Linked DNA regions of Mus musculus: region 1 is linked to region 2. Evidence: chromatin contacts called from public HiChIP or PLAC-seq data. All regions are on one chromosome and are shown on one strand. The core of a region is the stretch at or near the end of the contact, and the rest is flanking DNA. Distances in the headings are between cores, read along the strand shown. Region 1 overlaps Trim26 (tripartite motif-containing 26). Region 2 has its middle 4.9 kb from the start of Rpp21.

Evidence for each region. HiChIP or PLAC-seq counts read pairs in DNA pulled down with a chosen protein or histone mark.
Region 1: an H3K4me3 HiChIP or PLAC-seq map of bone marrow-derived macrophages shows a contact between it and region 2, with 5 times the contacts expected there. The contact joins two enhancer-like sites. A contact is called at or near these places in 12 of 39 promoter capture datasets (the 3T3-L1 cell line, the C10 cell line, the HPC-7 cell line and 9 more), 8 of 115 datasets of contacts at active chromatin or transcription factors (the 230-238 cell line, bone marrow-derived dendritic cells, bone marrow-derived macrophages and 5 more) and 1 of 9 other capture datasets (adipose tissue).

The regions. Positions count from the first base shown.
Region 1 is chr17:36,856,785-36,861,423 of GRCm38.p6, reverse strand. Trim26 (tripartite motif-containing 26) reads right to left here. Exons shown (of 10, transcript NM_001025599.3): 9 at 4,403-4,435; 10 at 2,026-4,024. The coding sequence ends at 3,342. It overlaps Trim15 (tripartite motif-containing 15), which reads left to right. Exons shown (of 7, transcript NM_001024134.2): 7 at 1-733. Among named protein-coding and RNA genes, the nearest start is that of Trim15, 8.1 kb to the left of the region's middle. Within about 2 kb of position 3,048, at least 23 of the 459 cell types and tissues checked have an H3K27ac peak or open chromatin away from gene starts, as enhancers often do. A contact at or near this core is called in bone marrow-derived macrophages, where this site is marked.
Region 2 is chr17:36,250,625-36,255,230 of GRCm38.p6, reverse strand. It overlaps the pseudogene Gm6633. Among named protein-coding and RNA genes, the nearest start is that of Rpp21, 4.9 kb to the left of the region's middle. Within about 2 kb of position 2,845, at least 89 of the 459 cell types and tissues checked have an H3K27ac peak or open chromatin away from gene starts, as enhancers often do. A contact at or near this core is called in bone marrow-derived macrophages, where this site is marked.

The DNA.
Region 1 (4,639 bases), core at 1,799-4,298, 610 kb before region 2:
GGACCCACAGACCACAAAGCCAAGTCCAGTCCTCTCTGTGATTGCCACTTGAGTGGCGGCTGCATCATGAGAATGGTCCCCTAAGTGTCCAGGGTGAGGGGATGGCAGGACCTGAGCACCAAGGACATTGTCTGGGCCATAATACTTTTGCTCCAACTGGCCAGCGCCCACCTGCCATGCAAAAGGAGACACAGCTGTCCTGCGCAGTGTAGATGTGACCAGGTGTGGGAGAGACCTTGCAAATGTCCCACACCAAGGCTTCAGTCACCATCTTTTTCTAACCCTATCCCACCTGGAAAGTAAGTTCCTCTGCCTGCCTTTGAAAGACTAAGGTGGAGCCAGGGAAATGCGGCAGACACACCAGCACCCTTGGAACCCAGCTCTGTCCCTAGCATTCAAATGGGAATCTTGTGTAGCAAGTCCTTTCACTCCTGTTCCTGGACACGGTGATCTCTCTGAATGGAGAGCCAGCAGACAGGAAGGCATTGTCCTAGACACCAGCAAAGCTATGAGTCAATGGGATTTGGAAGGGAAGCAAACAAAAAGCTGTAAAAGCTTCAAAATGACCACTGTAGGGTAACCAGGAACCTGTGACTTGTACTAATTTATGACTTTTGGACACGAAGCTGGAGATGCTACAGGGCTTCATCAACAACTCTGGGTGGACCCTAAAGCCCCTTCAGCTCATTTATCTACGTTCTGAGAGGATGTTTTAATAAAATATGTAACCTAAGGGCCTTTGTGTTTTGTGTCTAATCTGTTTATTGTGGCAACTTATAAGGAGGATGGGCAAGATTGTTTCACTGTTTAAGACCTCTGAATGATCAGGTGTTAAAGGACTGGTCCGAAGGGTGGAAATGACTAGAAGGTGGAGTCTTTGGGTCTCTAGCATATGCTCTGGAAGGGGACTGTGGGAGCCTGGTTCATTCTGTCTCCTGGCTGATGGTATGTGTGACTGTGCTCTGTCAAGCATACCTGCCAGGATAGGTTACCATGACAGAAGCTAAAAGCATAGAGACCGATGACGATGGACTGCACCTTCAGAACCATGAGCCTACACAAACCTTTTTCTAGGTTGCCCCAGGTATCTTAAAGTTTTTACCCCTCTTAGGTGTGACAGTATAAGCCTTTAAATCCCACCCAGTGAGTCTGAGGCCAGCCATGTTTACATAGTGAGATCTTGTCCAGTCCTTTAATTGTATGTATGTATGTATGTATGTATGTATGTGCTTCATATGTGCTAGTGCAAGGAGTAGGGATACAGGTAAGGCTCCCAAACCCATCTGTAAAACAGAAACAGGCCACTGAGAACTATCATGAGGCAGAGAGCCCCAAGGGAATTCTGAAAATCAGGACCTTAAGGCAGTAGAACAATTCTGACATTCTGAAGGAAACACAATTTTGAAGAATCCCTTAAGTGTATGAGAGATAAACATTTCCAGATACTGAAGGCTTTAAAAATTCAACTTCCAAACTCACCTCAGAAGTTATTAAATGTGTGACAAAACCACAGTTAAGTTAGGAGAGGAGACACGGGGTCCAGAAATAGGACCAGGGCTTGGGATGCCACCCGGGGGAGTGCTTGCCTAGGATGTGAGAAACCCTGGGTTCAGTCTCCAGCACTGTATAAACCAGGCAGAGGCAGGCAGATCTCTGAGTTCGAGGCCAGCCTTGTCTACAGAGTGAGTTCCAGGACACCCAGGGCTACACAGAGAAACCCTGTCTTGAAAAACAAAACATAACAAAACCAAAACCCCAAAACCATAAAAACAAAAAAACAGGCATAGTGGCACCTACCTGAAATCCCAGACCTTAGAAGGTTGAGACAGGAAGCTTAAGGTCATCTACAGCTACGTGAGAGTTAGGCTAGCGGGGCTACAGGCCTCAGAGGGAAAAGATCCAGAACCCCCAGTTTAATGCCAAAAGGGGATTTAAAAGCTGTCTACAGAGAGACCAATCAATGGCTCAGGTTCAAGTTCACTCCAGTAGGCATCAAGATAAAAATAAGAGACAGCACCAGATGACTGTCTTGAAATTTCTGACCACTGAGAAAAATGTGTAGTTTATTTAGTAATAAAGACACAGGAAATGAAGATGATTAACTCTAGAACAAAGAGTGGTGAGGGAGCCACTGTGTAGGTACTAGTGACTCAGGCAGCATGTGATGCATACGAAGTGTTCAGTCTCGAGACGCTGTGGTGACTCCGAGGCCACCAAGATCCAGTGTCTGGGAACAGTCTGTTCAAGAGCCAAGAGGAGCTAACACTTGCACGGGCAGAAGAAATCTGGAATGTTTAAGGATAAAAAGGGGGGCATCATTTTGGCTAAGCAGGGACTCATGTTCAACTATGGGCACCAGCTGGGTCAGCAGGGCGATACTGCAGGCCCTTTCTCCATAGTAAGACCTAGGACAGAGGCTCTCTAGATTCCTCATGGCCCTCTCTCCCCTTCCCCAGTCCATCTCCTAGGAAAGTGAATCTGGACACTCCATAGTGTCAGCAACGAGGTCTTGACCTCCTGGTCAAGAGCAAGATGTTCGGGTTGTTTTAAAAACTTCCTTCACAAGGACTGCTCTGCAGAGGTAATTTATTGATCACAGTCACTATCTGAGTCATAGTACCTAGATGCTTTCTGAAACACAGATGTCCCTGGGGAGTCCTACCTACTCAGGTCTGGGTTTGAGGCTAGAAACTTTGGTACTCACGCTAGGAGATGATTCTACCAGCACTCCAGGACACAAACTTACACGGCCTTGGAAACTTCTGTGGGTCATGACTACATCCATTCTTGCATCTTTGCATATTTAACTCTTGTGGGGTAAGGAAAAGTGATTTAAGACACCAGGAAAGGTAGGCAACAGAGTGGTTTTGGGCACGGGGTACCTCAACTTCGAGGACAGCAAAAACAGCTTCAGATGTGATGGAAAGTCTACCTGTGGGCACTGGCTAACAACTGAACCAGAAAATGCTGCTGCCAAGGCCCTGCTCAACAAAGAACACAGGGACAAGACAAATGGGTGTGTTCAGGAAAGAGGGAGTCATTTGGTCTTCAGAGCAGGAAACCTCAGAGGAAATGAGAAGCTGAGTAAGATATATGGATAGGGTGACAGTGTTGAGAGACTTTGGCCGTGGCAGTGGGGAGATGGGTGGCAATGGATGTGATGTCCCTCTCTCTCCTCCTCCTAGTGCTCTGGCCAGGAACCTTCCTCCATTATAGTTTTGGGATCCCAGAGAAGGGAAGTTTCCATGGGTGTGGGATCCAGGTAATCTTTCTTCATCTCAGAGTCCTGGACTCTCAGAGAAGTAAAGTTTCTGTAGGGTGACCCAGGCGGGTTCTGGAGTTCAGGGTCTCAGCAGAAGGCGTGCTCCTGGCCACTTGAGCCACAGGAAGGGAACCAGGCGCCGGGTGAAGGTGGTCGTGAAGGTATAGATGAGTTCCTGGGACTCTGCATTGGTGAATGTCACAGTGCCACCTTCATAATCCAGGGCGATGCCCACTCTCCGGGGCCGCAGCACCGGGAACAGCTGGGCCTCTGGGCTCGTGTTGGCCCAGATACCTGAGGGGGAGAGCCGAAGGGCCCACACACCATCTTCTGGTCGCAGGGAGAGGTCCCCTTTCCTCTTCACAGAGTCTTTGGCCACTCCCACCATGCAGCTTTCCTGAACTTCTTCTTCTTCTTCCTCTTCCTCCTCTTCCTCTTCCCCCAGTGATTCGTCTTCTTCATCTGTTTCCCAGTCTTCGTATCCGTCCCCATAGCCAACCTCCTCGTCTTCTTCCTCTTCTTCCCCTTCTTCTTCCTCCTCCCCCTCTTCTTCATCCTCTGACCAGCCTTCTCTCTCCAACTCTACTTCCCAGTATACCTTTCCCCATGTGAAGCCCTTGCTGCCCAACACTCCTGGCTCACAGTCAAACTGCTGGGGGAGCAGACAGTCACTCTGGTATTGGCCAGTATAGGTCACACACTTCCAGTCCTCTGAAAGATGTAGGTATCCACTGGCCGACTGTGGGTCCAGGGTGACGCTTACTATTGGACAAGGGAGGAAGTAACAGTGTCAGTGGTGGGCTGGGAAGGAGTGACTAGTCTCCATAGTATCTGCCTCACTGCGCAGTTCTATATATTCCCGAGCACTCTTTATATCATGGTCTCTGTGAACTGTGTCCCTGAGGTACTTGGTACACACAGCATAGATGATCTCTGGCCTCGGGCTGCCACTGCTGTTTGCTCTCATAAGGTCTCATAAGAAGCACCTTATGGTGTGTGACCTGTGACCTCAAAGGCTCAGCAGTACTGCAGACTACACGGGAGACTGATCTGAAATAATGTAAGGGGGTGGGGCCGCCTATGGGCAGTTCCAGTGAGGATTCCACAGGGTAAAATGGGAACAACCTTCTGTTCACGTACCTGTCTTATACTCCAAGTCTCTCAGCAGCTTGCCTATGGAGGAAAAATGAAAACGATAGAAATGACTTGTAGACCCAGAGAACTCATTTCTTACTTGGAACAGGGCTCTACTGGAGATCCCAAGGATAAAAGATACAGAAGCCAGAGCTCCTTGGAAGGCTGAGATGGGAGAATAAGGTGGGGAGAAGCCAGGAAACCTCCCAGTGTGGCCGAGCCTGACCCCCGATCTGGTGCTTT
Region 2 (4,606 bases), core at 1,596-4,095:
CGATGTCTTCTCTGATAGCTTTAGAAAGCCTACTCAAGGACAAAGTTTCTAAGCTGACTTCTTTGCTGCCTGCAGATTACAATGTTACCCCAAGAAACATGGAAACAAAATTCACTATTTCGGAAATGAAGTTTCTTCCCCTTTAACCCCGTGTTGCACTTAACCTAATAATGCATAAGAAAATGCAACAATGATTCTGCTTTTGGGATCTGGAAGGAGAAGGTCTCCTAACTGTTTCAGAAGACTCAGTAACTTAGTGTTTCATTGGCCAAAGCAAGGTGCATCTCCAAGGCCAGGTTTCATGTGGAAGAGGCTGTATCAGGACATGAACTTTCTCAGTTTCCTGTGGACCATGGCTGTAGCAGTCTACCCTAGTTTTATCTATGTCCTGAATTCAGTCTTTCTACTAACTCCACAAATAAGTAAATTCTCTTCATTAAAAATACTAAACTGACGCCAGGCATGGTGGATCACGCCCTTAGTCCCAGCACTCAGGAGGCAGAGGCCAGCCTGGTCTACAAAGTGAATTCCAGGACAGCCAGGGCTATACAAAGAAACCCTGTCTCAGAAAAAAAAAAAAAAAAAAAAAGTACTAAACTGGGTGTGGTGGCACACACTTAATCCCAGCACTCTGGAGGAAGAGGCTGGCGAATCTCTGAGTTCATGGCCAGCCTGGTCTACAAACAGATTCCAGGACCCTGAGTTCAAGGCCAGCCTGGTCTACAAATAGATTCCAGGACAGGCTCTGTTATATGGAGAAACCCTATCTCAAAAAAAAACAAAATCAGGGCTAATGAGATGGCTCAGTGGGTAAGAGCACCCAACTGCTCTTCCGAAGGTTCGGAGTTCAAGTCCCAGCAACCACATGGTGGCTCACAACCATCTGTAACAAGATCTGACTCTATCTTCTGGATTGTCTGAAGACAGCTACAGTGTACTTACAATAAATAAATGAATCTTTAAAAAAAAAAAACAACAAAAAAAAGTACTTAGCAGTGTTCAGGTAACAATGTTGATTGGTTATTTGACAGTTCATTTCTAGAGTTGTGCCTAGCTGGATCAACTGACAGCCATCAAGGAACATATGCTCTAAAAGCACACCTAATCATTCCTACCTGCAGCCTGCATCTTTAGCTCATGTTTTTTTGGCTTCTTCAGTAAGCCTCATAACTGATGGTCCTTGGCTCTTGCACACTAAATCTGATTTGTGGATAACTTTGTGTATGTGTGTGTCTACACACAATAGAACATGCTCCAAGTAGGATATCCAAACTTTTTTTCTTCAAGGAATTCTTGTCCAGTCTAACCTAAACTTCCTATGATCCACTGATGATTTTGAACTTCTGATCCTCCTGCCTCCAGTTCTGGGATTACAGGCATTTACCAAAACACTTAGTTTTGTTTGTTTGTTTGTTTGTTTTTTATCAAGTCAGCTCAGTCAGTCAACAGTTCTCTGGGGAGGAAGGAAGGATTAAAAAGAAAAAAGACAATTGGACAACACTGTAGCCTGACCCCAGTCTGTTCAGAGGCTGAAGCAGATTTATTTTTTTCCAGTCTGCTTTTATATCATTCTAGGTATATACAAAGAATATGGTCAGTCTTAAGTCATAAAGTAGTTAAGGAACAAACAAGGCATGGACTGGGTAGGTAAGGAGCAAACAAAATATAGATGAAAGGTCTCATGAGTACTGTATTCAGGGTCTTAACAAGAACCGTCAAGATACAAAGAACACATTCCTCAGCTGCATTCATCTTTTGCCTACTTCAGAGTCCTAGACCAAAGTCAATTTCCTGCCTGAGGTCTATTTGTTCTAGCCCACAGTCAAATTCCTGCCTGAGCTTACTTCCGTATCCTGGCCCAAGGTCAAATTCCTGCCACGTTTCTAGAAGTGGCCCCAAAAGCTTTGCACAGTTTTTCCGTGGTGCCGAGGATTGAACCCTGTGCATGCAAGGCAAGCACTCTATCAACTGATCTGCATCATCCCCAGCATAGGAGCAGGAAAACTTGAGTTCTGATGTCATAGTTCAATCAAAAGATTCCCTGGGCTGGAGAGATGGCTTAGCGGTCAAGAGCAATGACTGCTCTTCCAGAGGTCCTAAGTTCAAATCCCAGCAACCACATGGTGGCTCACAACCATCTGTAATGCTACTCAGTGCCCTCTTCTGGTGTGTCTGAGGACAACTACAGTGTACTCATGCATAAAATAAATACATAAATCAAAAAAAAGAAAAAAGAAAGAAAGAAAACAGCTACAATATACTTTTTTAAGAGAGAGAGAGAGAGAGAGAGAGAGATTGATTCCCCTTGTATAGGAGACCATTAAGATCAAGTTCCAGGAGGGAAAAACAGAATCTGGGGGGTTGGAGAGATAACTACGCTTGCTGCTTTTGCAGAGGACCAGGGTTTGGTTCCCAGTATCCACATAGCAGCTCACAATTGCCCATAACTCCAGTTCTGAGGCTCTAACATCTGATCTCTTTGGGCTCCTGCACACAGCGCACATAACATACTCTCATACATACACATGAATGTAGTTCCCTCATAAATCTTTGTGGTTTGTTCACGTGTTCTGGTTCCTCTAAGAGTCAGCTGCAGTCATATGCATACTCTAAGGACTACAGCAAAGACTCTCAGGCTATCAAAGAGTTCTTCAAATAGAATAAACATTTGGTTCAGCCTGGCACCCTGATCAGCACTGTAGTCCCAGCTGTTCAAGAGGCTAAGACGATCCGGTTCTCCCACCGCCCCTGCGACGGGTCGCAGCAGTTAGTGTGGTGAGGGCTTGGTGGTGCAGCTCGGGACAGATCCGGTGACACACGCCTCTCCCACTTCGCGCCGCCAGGATGCCCAAGAGGAAGGTTAACACGGATGGAGGCGGAACCCAAGCGCCGCTCCGCGAGGCTATCGGTCAAGCCCGCCCCTCCCAAGCCAAAAAAAGCCACGGGAAAGGATAAATATCAAACGAAAAAGTGCAGATAAAAGGGAAGAGGGGAGCAAAGGGCAAACAACAGGCTGAAGCTGCTGACCAGCAAACCACAGATCTGCCTGCAGAAAATGGAGAGACAGAAAACCAGAGTCCAACCTCTGATGAAGAGAAAGGACCCAAGTCCGACTAAGCATCCATCACGCCTGTCAGTGGTCCCGCCTCCCTTCTTGTACAGTCCAGAGGAATATTTTTATCAACAATTTTGTAAATGCGAGTTTTTTAGTAGCTCTAGAAACATTTTTAAAAGGTGAGGGAATCCCACCTCATCTCATTTTTTTTTTTAAGTGTAAATGTTTTTTTGTTTTTTTTTTTTTTAAGAGGTTAAATCATTTGCTGGTTGTTTATTTTTGGTACAACCAGAAAATAGCAGGATACTGAATCAGGAGAGGCTGTGACTGCCTCGGGGGTCACCATCACATTTCGTAGAGGGAGCTAGTTTTATATCCTACAATACAAAGCACACTAAATGGCAATTTGGAGTCTCGGGGGGTGCATTTGTGTCTGGAATATTTTCAGTTCTATCTGGTCCTGTGTTTCTTGTAGAACCATTTTGTAAGAAAGCCAGTCTTTGGTCCTTGCCCTGTCAGAACTGTGATGTCTGTGGTCGTGGCAGTCCATTTTCCTAACAGTCGTGATAATGTGCTGTGAAAGATGGAAATTCTGAGTACGTTCTCTGTGTGGCATAAAACTGTGAGTTGGTGGAGCTGAAGATTATGAACATTTGGTTGTTAGGAAAGGTCTTAGGAAACTTGCCAAGTTTGAGGCTGGAACATCATTGGAATAAGTTCAAAGAAAAACAATCCGTAGCTCTTCATTTGTGTACATGAACACAATGTGACTCTTTAGAGTTTGGGTACATGAACACAGTATATGGTTCTTTTGGGGACGTGTGATAAGAACTGGAATGTCTGTACTCTGCTCCTCGACCAATAAAATCTCTTGAGAGAGAGAGAGAGAGAGAGAGAGAGAGAGAGAGAGAGAGAGAGAGAGAGAGAGAGAGGCTAAGGTAAGACTAGCACTGGAGCTTGGGAGTTTGAGACTAGCCTCAACCACAACCAGACCTTATCTCCATAAAAAACAAAAGCTCCAACTCCATAGGATGCTACGCTCTCTGGTCGAGTCAACTGGACAAGCCGAGAGGCTTAAAAGTCACTCATGAGGCAAAAGACTTTCAAGGAAGCTCTCCTCCTGGAGTCTAGCGTTCCCTACCCATACAGTAATTTTTCATTCCCGCGTTCCATTCCCGCGTTAGTCTAGTGTATGGATCCACGTGCTCTCTTTCAATATTTTCCTATCATAAGTGCCTTTTAAGATTGAATTCTGACATAGCTAAAGCCATCCGCCAGTGTTCCAACAGTCCTAGTTCGTCCTTAGCAAGACCTTGGGCTTGGAATTCAGTATTGCCCCTGGTATTACACTATCTCTTTGAGTAAAAGTTAGGTCACTGCCCTTCACAGGAATTTACCATCACTAAGGAAGAAAGAAGTTTCTGACCGTAGGAGAAACCAGAACAGATATTTAGAATTATAGCTGAGTTACACCTATATACAGGAATTTACAATGGTTTAGGAAGTAGATCCGGCTGTGGTTTTAGAGTATTGCATTACTCATGAGATGGT